Linked DNA regions of Mus musculus: region 2 is linked to region 1. The links are chromatin contacts, called in public HiChIP or PLAC-seq maps. All regions are on one chromosome and are shown on one strand. Each heading gives the region's core, a stretch centred on a gene start, on an enhancer-like site or on the middle of the called end of the contact. The rest is flanking DNA. Distances are from core to core; before and after follow the strand shown.

Region 1 (5,824 bases), core at 1,408-3,907:
TATTACAGTCAAGCATTTGAGATGTTTTGTCAACAATTTAATGTTACCCATGCTACTGGGATTTTTTTTATAATTCTCAAGGACAAGGTATTGTGGAACTTTAAAAACAATATCTTCTTAAAAAACAACAACAAAAAAAGGAGAATTATATTCCCATACACATTATTTATATGACACTTTCTATTTTAAAATTTTTTAAATTTGGATGCCAAAGAACTCCTTGCTGAGTGCCTTATAGTATCCTATAACTAGGCATACTCATGCCTAGGTAAGATGAAAGGATCCACTTATTGGCATATGGCATGATCCTGACCAGATATTTAATATGGGGAAGAGGGCACGTTTGTGTTTTGTCCACAGAATACTGCAGGAACTTGCTAGCTGCCAGAATGATTCGTGTGACATGCTGACCTGTGATCTTGCTGAGTTCCCTGACAATGGGATAGAAAAGCTGTGTTGGGTATATGTTCTTGACCCACCTTTGCTTGCCTATGTCCCAGATTAGACAAGTTAAGCTGCCTCGCTTCAAGCTTTTTAACCTTGTGGGACAGAGAACATATTGACTGTGGAAACTGATTAGAAAAATTAATCAAAAGGAGGAGTTATAATGACTCTTGTATTTCCTTTAGTGTGACCAGTTATGCTGACTCAATTATGGACTGTCTAGAAATAAATCCAATATTGGAGATTCTTATTATGAAGATAGCTAAAAATCTTTATTAGCCAGCAGAGTTAACTTGGAGCATAGCCTCCACAATTTACATGAGAAGTAACAGTTTTTCTGTTTATTCTTAAAGCCACCTCCCCCACTCCCGGAGGCCAGACTTGAGCCTGATCATTGCTAATTTGCAATTAGCTTTAATTTGAATTGAGTGCCTGGGACACAAAAAACCTTAATACTGTAGCTTTCAACTTTGAGTTTGTGTGTTCAAGTAGATGGTTACCTTCATACAGGCTTGCCCTCAGCAAAGTGCAGATGGCAGTAATTCATTGCTATGAAGAAATACATTGAGTGCATATTGTGGCTTTGGTCTGAATGGGAAAGGTGTACAATGAGGACCGGCAGCCAAAGACATGCCACTGGTCTATGGCTTTTATTTCAACCTAAGACAGAGGCATGTGCCAAAGGCTGTGTTTTTTCTTAATAAACACTAAAATGCCATGTTTGTGCAAATAAACACAACAAGCTGCATGTGTTCTCCAAGACAGGTCAAAAAAAGTCCAATTAGATTCAGTCCTAAGACAGGTGCAGTTACCAGCCACCATAATTCCCAGGCAGGACCATGGAGCATAGGTAAATTGTATGCCCCAGTCCAGCTATTTTTAATAAATAAAAAGGGAGGAACTGTGCCCTTCCCCTAGCCTTGAGCAGGCTGGCTCAGACCTGGCTTGCTACAGTTGCTAGCCCACCTAGGGTGGAGTCTTCTGACCTAGCTAAAGTCTTTTGTCTGCCACATCTGTGGTTTCTTCTAAGACACCACTACCCGCTGAGAGACTGAACCTATTCTCCTGACACTATCCTGTCAAAGCAAAGAGATCCTGGCATGGTGGGGAATGGGTCGTCCCCCCCCCCCCCCTTATAAGCTTAGACTCATAAGTAAACATTGGCCTTGATCAGAACTTTGTCTTGGCTCATTATTTCTCTCACAGCCTTCCCCATCCAAAACCCCATCTTTCCTTTCAGGAATCTAGTAACCCATGGTCGCTGGTGGCTACATATTCTAACACCAAAGACCCAGGGTGGCATGTATGCGTCTTCCACAGGAACAAGAGTGTTCATCAGCCCATGGCCATTTGCTGCCAGAACCATCAGGTGTAGAATAAAGGCAGGTGGCAGTGAGCTACGAAAAACACAGGAACCATGTGTTGTAGTCAATTATCTGGAGCTGAGCTATTGAACCAATAACACTTCAAAGTTCGTTCCAGCCAAATAAGAGCATTTATCAATTCTTTCTTCCATGGAAGGGAGTTAGAGAATCAGGGATCATGGGCACCACAGTGCCCCCTGCAGGGAGGAGGAAACTCTAGAAATGACCAGGCTCTCTACTGAAAGACCACCTGCCAATCTGACTCAAGAGATGGTTACATGCAGGTGTTGTGGGGTGAAGCATGTTCACTTCTGTGAGCTGTTGGTACACACCATACTAGCGTAGTGAAGGGAAATTTTTTTCTGTGATCTGTTCTTTTGCAGATCAAGAGTACTGGGAAGGATTTGTTCCAACTTCATCCTGCACAGACAAGGTTAAGATCCAAGAGCCACAGGGAACAGCCAGTGCTTTCTCTTTGGTCGACTAGGGCTCCTTCCACTCAATTTGACTGAGGGAGTCATCCTTCTGTGATTTGATGTCGATCTTTGGCCCCCCCACCACAAATGTGAAGAAGCTGAAAGAAATTTACACATTCTGATGTTTCAAACGTGTGGGGGAGGGGGGAGATCAGCCTGCTCTCTACAGGGGTCTCTCTTTACAGAAATCCCCTGCATCAGTGGTTCTTAACGGTCCTAATTCTGTGATCCTTTAATACCGGTCCACATGTTATGGTGACCTCCAACCATAAAATTATTTTATTACTACTTCCTAACTAAGTTTGCTACTGTTGTAAATCATAATGTAAACATTTGGAGATGGAGGTTTGCCAAATAGTTGTAACCCACAGGCTGGGAACCACTGCCCTACATAGTAGCAGAAAAAGCTCTGGGTCAGAGAAGCTGCAGAAGTCTGGTTAAAGCTGTGGGGGTTGCCCCAACACTTGCTTATAAATATGTACAGCCCTTTTTATTCCCAAGGGGGATGAAATGCTTTTGAAACTGTTTCTAAGGTAGCTGTAAATTCATGCCTGGTATCCTTAAGAACATCTTCCCAAGGACCCCACTGGCACTGACTTGCTTGGAATTGCTTTAGGAAGTGACTAGGGAAATGTCTCCATTTAGTATAAGCAACAACTTCCCCTTGCTTCCTCTTAACCAAGATCCTTGGTTATCTTAGCCTGACCTGCAGGGAGTAGCTAGAAAGGACATGGAAGCTAAGACTTCTTGGCTCCCAGCATTGCATCCTTGTGTCAGTATTGTGTTTTATAAAAAAGAATCAGGATATGTTTGGTAGAGGCATGGTATGGTGAGGTGGAAGGGGTGCCTTTGTAGGACCATGCTGAGACATCCCCCCCCCCCAGGTACCAGCAATATAGTATATATGGTATAGAATAGAGTTTATTTAGGGCATAGAAGGAGAGTTGAAGAGGGAGTCAAGATAGAGTTAAAGAGAGAGAGGAGCCGGGTGTGGTGGCTCACGCCTTTAATCCCAGCACTCGGGAGGCAGAGGCAGGTGGATTTCTGAGTTTGAGACCAGCCTGGTCTACAAAGTGAGTTCCAGGACAGCCAGAGCTACACAGAGAAACCCTGTCTCGAAAAACCAAAAAAAAAAAAAAAAAAAAAAAAAAACAAGAGAGAGAGAGAGAGAGAGAGAGAGAGGGGAGAGGCCAGTCAAGAACATTTGGAAGGGAGGGGAATAGGGAAGAGAAGGGACAGAGAATAAGAGAGTAAGAGGGTAAGAGTAAGAGAGTGAGGAGGGGGCAAACAGCCCCTTTTATAGTGACTCAGGCATACCTGACTGTTGCCAGGTAACTGTGGGGCAAAGCCTACAAGGAATGCTGACAGTCTGGACCAAGTCAACTCTTTTGGAAGTGCTGCAGACCCTCTGGGTCCCTTTGTCTGCATGGAACGGGTCTCTGGGTGCAGATGGGCAAGGAGTCGGCGAATGACAGGCAGACCAACACGCGAGATTGTGTAGAATCTGAATGTAATTTGTCAAATTGAGCATCAGACTTTTTATACAGAAGAAAATAGGGAAGTTAGGTGACACATTGGCAAGGTACAAATGAGGTTACCGGATGCTTAATGACTCTTACACAAAACAGAGGAATGTAAACACAAAGACTGGCAGGAACTGGGCAATAAAACAACTGAGACAAAGTCAGCTCTATCTAAGGTCAGCTATAGTCTTAGAAGCCAGGTGTGATATCTTTACACTCCTAGGGCAAGGGCTTTCACACCAAAGTCGTGGCTCTAATTAGGGAGTTCTGCTCTAGCTAACCACCTTATGAATAATGCAATATTCCAAAACCACAGCTCCATCTCCTTCCTAAACCATTGTAAATTCCTGTATATGGGAGCAACTTGACTTTTATTCTAAGTGATACTGAATGTCACTGAACAGGCAACATTCTTACTGAATTCCAAGCCCATGGTCAGCTCAGGGACTTTCTAGGACTTTGGAACACTGATGAAGGCTTAGCTATGTCAGAATTCAATCTTTTTTTTTTCCACTGTAGATGTACATATGGTTGTGAGCCATCATGTGGTTGCTGGGAATTGGGTCTCTGGTCCCCCATCAGATCTCTTTATAGATGGGTGTGAGCCACCATGTGGTTGCTGGGATTTGAACTCAGGACCTTCAGAACAGCAGTCAGTGCTCTTAACCGCTGAGCCATCTCTCCAGGCCCCCAGAATTCAATCTTAAAAGGCACTTATAATAAGATAATACTAAAAGAGAGCACGTGGATCCATACACCAGACTAACTCGGGAATAGGGTATGAGTATACGGGTTAATGAGAACGCCAAAGCTCCAGGAGGTGAGTTTCTGTGAAACTCTTTGCCTCGTGAGCACTTCCAGGCCTTTCGGCCTGCCAAGCAGACTTCACTGGGGTGTGCATGGCAAGAAGAATGGTGAATCATGAATTAATGAGTCAGTGAGGGGGAAGGGCAGTGGTGACCCCCAGCTGGTCAGCCCCTCTGCCCACCACAGGTTTCAGATGATTCCCACAGAATGCATTCATTTATGACCACTTACCTCTAGGGGTATCTGTTTATGTCAGCTTGGCTGCATGCCTTGTCCATTCAAATTCTGCTCTTTCTCTGGTTGTTCATTCCAGGCTTTAAAACATGAGGGTTTTTGTTTGTTTGTTTGTTTGTTTGTTTTTGTTTTTTGTTTTTTTGTTTTTGTTTTGGATTGTAGTTAGTTTATCAGGGGCCGTACATGTCTCGGCACAAGGGTAAAAGGTCAGAGAACTTTCATCCATTCTCCTGTCTCATATGGGTTCTAAGGACCAAACTCGGGTCATCAAGCTTCCAGTGAGCACCTTTCCCTGCTGAGCCATCTCCCTGGGCCCTCATTCAGGGCCTTTACATACAGTAGTGTATTCACTCAGAGGAGAATATCCCAATCTAACATTTAAGAGCTTCTGGGAAGTGATTGGAAGCCACTTAGCACCCCTGGGAATGAAACCCCACCAGATTCTATTCATTGTCTATGCATCAGTAGCTGAAGAGCAATCACAGCAGTGAGATGACTTGTGAGGTTCTACTGTTCCTGGAATCCAGGGGGGTTAGGACAATGACTGGAGACTCTGGAAGCTTTCTCCGGGTCTGTTAAAGTTGGTATGAAATGCCTCAGTTACTTTCTACCTTCAACCTTGAAGCAAATTAGGCATCGTTAATTTCTATATCAATATGGGTGGTTGACATCCAGAGTCTAATGGCATATCCACAAGAACGCACCCTAGAATCTAAGCCATTGCAAAGGAGACATCTTCATGAAGGCAGATATGCCAGGGTTCTATGATGCTTTTAGCTACCTTTGTGTGCCCAAGAGAGGAGTCAAAGCCTTTATAGCTAAACTGATTCCATGTCCCAGGGAGGAGTTATCTGAAGATGTCAACCACAAGGCCAAATTTCCCTGTGGAAATTCCTCTATTATTTTAATATGACATAATATTTATAATTGTTTACCACCAGGAAGGCAGAAATGAACAAAAGTGATACCATATCTT
Region 2 (5,824 bases), core at 1,090-3,589, 470 kb before region 1:
GCTCTTCTAAGCTCCTGAAGTCACAAGCACAGTATGATATGGTAGGTGTTATAGAAAGGAGAGAAAGAGAACCAGGGCTTGTCAGTGACTGCCTGTGGGGTCCTTCTGCTGTCAGCTCCGATTGGCTATAAAGCTACTTTAAATGGCTTCATTTTGAATGCTAATTAGCTTGTTTGTTGAGCTGGCTTGCTCCCAGAGTGGCTTTGAGAACTGCTGCCTGGCCCTTCAGCAACTGCAAGGCCAGAGCTAGGACAAGATCTGCTATACAAACTCCACTTCCTCAGCCTCTGATTAGGGTGGACTCAGGTGGAGGAGCAGAGAGGAAAGGTGTAGTGGGACCCTGAGAGCATCCCTGGTGGCCTGAGGCAGCAGTCCCCTGCCCTGTGCATAGGCTTCTGGGGGAAAAACTATCAAAATAAACCAGGGGTTGTCTGGAGCTACTCGCTGTTTTGTCTGAAGGAAACCCCAGTTCCCCAAACTCCAAAAGGTACTCCAAATATCCAGAAATGAACTCACCCTGGACTCAACCTGGATTTCTGGCAGTTCAATAAAAGCCAGAGTTCCTGCAGAACTTGTGAAAACTGGTTCTCATTTTCCAAAAGAAGTTATTTCCCTTACTTCTGACAGAAAGGACCTATGGCTACCTGAAGTGCCTATCAGCATATCAAAGCAGAGGTTGGCCTCCAGGCTCCCAGAGTATCACAAGAACTTTTATACATTTCAAAGCCCACTTGGATCCCATTCCTTCTCACCTCTCTCCTATCTGAACTCCCTCTTGCTCACCGGATTCTCTAGTTCATCTATTCATTCACCTTATAAGCCTACTATGCCTACTACCATTGGGCCCCCCCTTGCAGGTCCCCTTCCCTTCCCCCAATAAGCTTACTTTAACCTAGGCCTGTCCTTAAGGGGACATCTTAGCACTGAAGAGGTCAGCTCAGGACCTTTGAAAAATTCCACCCCTCCCCTCCTGGAAGAGACAGGTCAGAGAGCATGTAGGCCGGAAGGGAAAGGCTGATTACCTCATTTACTAAAGACCAATCAGTTTAAAGGGTGCTCTGTTCTGCCAGTCATATTGTGCCTAGTTGCTGATGTTCTCTGCCGCCCCTGGAAACTGTATAAAAACCCTCTCCAAATGGGCCACCCAGGGTGGTCGCCTCTTTCAGGTACAGGGCAACCCCAGTGCACTGGAACAATAAATTCCTTTTGCCTTTGCATTGATCCCTGGCTCTCTGTTGTTCACTTGGGGGGGGGGGGGGGTCCCTGCTAGTTAAGGCTCATCAGAGTCTTACATTAGTTTTGTATAAAATCGTATGTTTCATGTAAGTCTATTTGCATCCTAAATTAATTTGGGGGGAAGTGTTAAGGATTGAACCTATGGCCTTGAATATGCCAAGCAAATATTCTGCCAATGAGTTAAGCCCCAGATCCCTTTGACAATATTTTTTTTTGTAGTTTTAGATACTGCCACAAATAATGTATCATGGGGGGGAATTAAAGAAATTATGAGTTTTTCTGTTTACTAGGAGTCAGCCTCTTGTGCTGGTTTGAATGAGAATATCTGGCTAACTCATTTTTTGAACTCTTAGTCCTGTATAAAAGTGGGGGTTTCAGAACTAAAGTATCAAGTGAGGACATGACCACTCTGAGGTATGGTTGACAAAGTTTTTATTGTAGATACTGGGGAGGGTACAATCCAGAGCAGGGAGAGAAAGTAGTAGACTAAACATGGCCAGTCTATTACCGTGGGAGCACAGCAGCATCCAGGCAGGCATGGTCCAGGAGGAGCAGAGAGCTCTACATCTTCATTTGAGGGTCTCAAAGCCTATGCCCACAGTGACACACTTCCTCCAACAAGGTTACACCTACTCCAACAAGGCCACGCCTCCTAACAGACTCACTCCCTGGGCCAAGCATATACAAACCACCACAGACTAGAGCCACTCCCCGGGCCAAGCATATACAAACCACCACAGACTAGAGCCACTCCCCGGGCCAAGCATATACAAACCACCACAGACTAGAGCCACTCCCTGGGCCAAGCATGTACAAACCACCACAAACTAGAGCCACTCCCTGGGCCAAGCATATACAAACCACCACAAACTAGAGCCACTCCCTGAGCCAAGCATGTACAAACCACCACAAACTAGAGCCACTCCCTGGGCCAAGCATATACAAACCACCACAGACTAGAGCCACTCCCTGGGCCAAGCATGTACAAACCACCACAGACTATTTCTAGTTTGTGCTCTGCTTTGTACTTGTAGGTCAAGAGGTAATTCCTCAACTGCCGATCCCTTGTCTGGGAGACCTTCCTGGTAGTCAATGTTCCTGACAGATACTTCATAGAGTTGCCTCTCTTTGTCTTCTGAATCATTCACTCATGAATTAACAGCTGAATTCCTGTGGTAGTCCAGGAGCTGATTCATTGCCAGGTCTGGGTGGGGAGTGTCTTTAAAAATGAATGTAAAATAAATGTCTCTGAACTCAGAGGACCTGACTTAAAGTTTGCAGTGGTTTGACCCTGGTCTTTGTTCCTGGCGTTGGAGTTTTTATTCCCTTATCAAATGAAGAGCTCGTCTCCAACTTGCTTTTCTTTGGGCTTGACTGATGCCTTAGGCTGGAAGGTCCTCAAGCAGGAATAACTTGCTTCTGCTTTGTCTTCTTGACTTTGGCTGGTGTTTCTTCACTATCTCATTATGGCTTTGATGCTTTTAAGAAAACTAAACAAATATTTCATCCAGCTTGGCAGGCTGTCTTTGATCTTAATCACTCATCTTGTTGTTGCCAAATTAGACCTACAATGTAACTTAGGTTCAAATCCCAGCTCTTATTTTCAACTGGCCTGGGTTGGCCAAATTGTCTTCCTCTTGATTTGTCACACACATTAAACCCTACCAACTGATCTTTGTGGTTGTGTAATTTGAAAGTTAAAGCCTTTGTTTTTTTGTTCTGGTAAAGTGGTACAGTAACAGATGTGTTCATTGACTGTGTCCCAAGCTAGAAGGTAAGTTTAGGATTATGGAAAATTTGTGTGTGTGTCCCTCCCCCAATTTTCTCTTTCCCAGGAAATGCCTGATAAGGAGAATCTGCACAGTATGCTTGAGCTGAGGGAAATGGTTACTTTGTAAAGATAACCAAGGACTCAATCAAAATACATATTGCTTATAAACAAAAACATACTGCAAAAAAATGGGCAGAGGGTCCTATTCACTTGCATTATTTTGTAAAGTTGATCAGTGTTAAACTGGTTCTGGCTTTAGTTTTTCATTTAATGTGGCCTTGTAATAGAGTCCTTACACTAAATATTTCTTCTAATCTGAAGTAGTTTAGCAAAAGTTCTGTCATTAACATAAGCATAAGTGGTGTGTGTATATGTGTGTATGTGTGTGTGTGTGTATGCATGTCTGTTTTAAACCAGGGGTTGATTTAGTAAACTTGGGTTACCCACAGTCACCAAAGCTGGGGTGCCAGCTTCCGGTGTGTGTCTCTGCAGCGTTTTAGAGGAGTTGTAATCAGAACATTTAAAGAAGCCAAGCATGCTTTTTTATAGTGTCGCGATGCCCCCAAAGACTCAGTGTTTCAGACGAGAAAGCCATGGAATTATGATAGGCGGCAGATTGGCTTCTCCATGTCAGATGCTTGGCAGTTGATCCTTGCCTGATGGCCTTAAAACACCCCATCTGCGGAGAGAACGCTAACACGTTCATTTTCTGGATAAGGACATCAGCTTGGAGGGAATTCTTTGACTTGTCCAAGGCCACAGAGCCTTGGGGAAGAGGCTCCCCATTCCCTACCTTCCTCTCTGGAGACCTTCTGCTGTTCTATTACTCGCAACAGAACAAACGGCACCTGTGTGCTCTGAGGGTCAATTAAACTCATGGAGTGTTTGCTTGAAATTTTACAATGTTTGCCATCAAGACTCTGGTAATGTGTCTTTAAAAGGTGACAAGGGAGGCTGGAGGGGGTGTGTGGCTCAGTGGATAAAGCACCTGCCGCAGAAGCTGGAGGGCCTGAGTTTGGCTCTTCAGAAGCCATGGAAAAGGTGTGGCATAGTAACACCTGTAGCCCTTGAGTTAGGAAACAGAGCGAGGCAGGGCCCTGGGGCTTCCTGACCAGCCTTCTGGCAGAATTGGAAAGCTTCAGGTTCAGAGTGAGATCTTGTCTCAAAAGAAAAGATGGAGAAGACCGAGAAAGCACCTGGCACTCACCCTTGGCCTCTGTGTGCACTTGCCTGCACACACACTCCGTTGGGTAAGCACATGCAAGCACGCACAAAGGGATGAGGGCCGTACTTGGCCTCTGTGTGCACTCCTGCACACACACTCCATTGGGTAAGCACATGCAAGCACGCACAAAGGAACGAGGGCCGTATCATGATAGCACCTTTGGGACTGAATGGAGAAGTTGGACATCTAGGCACACAGAAATAACTCGCATCAGGAATGGAGTGGTCTGTCCATTACCAACAATGGACACGCAGGTGAGCTTATTGGGTGGAATTGGTAGGCTGAGCCACCCACCCATCTCTCATGAGATCAAGATACTAAAATTTCAGAAGGGTAGAAGGGGAAGTGTGACCAGAATACATGTATAAAGTTGTCCAATAATAAAATCTAAAAACACTAGATTTTTTTTTTGTTGTTTGTTTGTTTATTTTGAGACAGGGTCTTTATGTAGTGCTGACTGCCCTGAAACTCACTATGTAGATCAGACTGGCTTTGAACTCATAGAGATCTGTCTCCTGCCTCTGCCCCCCTCTGCCTCTCTGCCCCTCTGCCTCTGCCTCTCTGCCTCTCTGCCTGCCTCTGCCCACCTCTGCCCATCTCTGCCCACCTCTGCCCCTCTCTGCCCCTCTCTGCCTCCCTCTGCCCCCCTCTGCCTCTCTGCCCCTCTGCCTCCTCTGCCTCTGATGAGCTGAGAATAAAGGTGTGTGGCACCACAGTCAGGCTAAAAAGTAGGTTTTTAAAAGCTTAATTTTATAGACAAAACCTGAAATAAAGCCTCCCCTGTACATGAAAAATATCTATTTCAATTAGCAACCAACACCAAATTCCATGCAAATCGTTTTCCCTGAGTGAACAAAAATAGGGTGAAGCTAGGAGTTGAAGTTGGAAAATAAAAGATGTGAAGCTGTCTTGGCTGGCATCCGTCTGCCCCCTTCTCCCACTCATTTGCCATTTGTCATTTGCAGGAGAACTGGAGGGAAGGATGACATGGCAGATGGAACGAGACAGTACCCAATGCTCTCCTTCCTCCTGGCACCTTCAGAATTGAACTCGCCTTTGCTGCCCTTGTGATCCTATGAACATCTGATTTTCGAAAAGGGCTGTGCGCAGAGGGCCTGATGGGATCAAATTAAAACTCTGAGCTTTATGCAGGCGCAGCAGCCATAGCAGCAGCAGCAACAACAAAAAGTTAGAGCCTCTTGTCTAAGGATATATACAAAGCCAGAAATAGACGTTGGAGCTGTGGCCTGCCAGTCTGGGACTGCGATGGTGTGGATGGGCTCTAATTGAATGGCCGCATGAGTCACGCTTACCCAGTGCAGGGAGCCAGCGCGGGGACTCAGCATCCTTTCGTAACGCTCAGTAGCTAAGTTGATGGAAAGAGAGAAGTTTTTGTTCATGATCTCATTCCAATCAGAATGTGTCCAGACGCCCAAATATTTGATTTGAGCCCGGTTGCTAAGAGACCTCCCACTGGGACCCAGTTGCCTGCGGGCAGGAGGGCGGTATTGGCATCGCTTCAGATTTCTGCCAATTTATTTTGAAACCAGAAAACCTGGAACTGCGGCCTCCTCAAGGCAACCATGGAGAGA

Evidence for each region. HiChIP or PLAC-seq counts read pairs in DNA pulled down with a chosen protein or histone mark.
Region 2: a contact with region 1 is called in a FOXA1 HiChIP or PLAC-seq map of pancreatic cancer cells. The contact joins two enhancer-like sites. A contact is called at or near these places in 1 of 39 promoter capture datasets (cranial neural crest) and 1 of 115 datasets of contacts at active chromatin or transcription factors (pancreatic cancer cells).

What each region holds. Positions count from the first base shown.
Region 1 is chr2:5,264,999-5,270,822 of GRCm38.p6, reverse strand. No RefSeq gene overlaps it. Among named protein-coding and RNA genes, the nearest start is that of Gm23118, 7.8 kb to the right of the region's middle. Within about 2 kb of position 2,657, at least 7 of the 459 cell types and tissues checked have an H3K27ac peak or open chromatin away from gene starts, as enhancers often do. A contact at or near this core is called in pancreatic cancer cells, where this site is marked.
Region 2 is chr2:5,730,431-5,736,254 of GRCm38.p6, reverse strand. The region is part of intron 1 of Gm29857 (a long non-coding RNA gene); the gene reads right to left. Among named protein-coding and RNA genes, the nearest start is that of Gm29857, 5.4 kb to the right of the region's middle. Within about 2 kb of position 2,339, at least 23 of the 459 cell types and tissues checked have an H3K27ac peak or open chromatin away from gene starts, as enhancers often do. A contact at or near this core is called in pancreatic cancer cells, where this site is marked.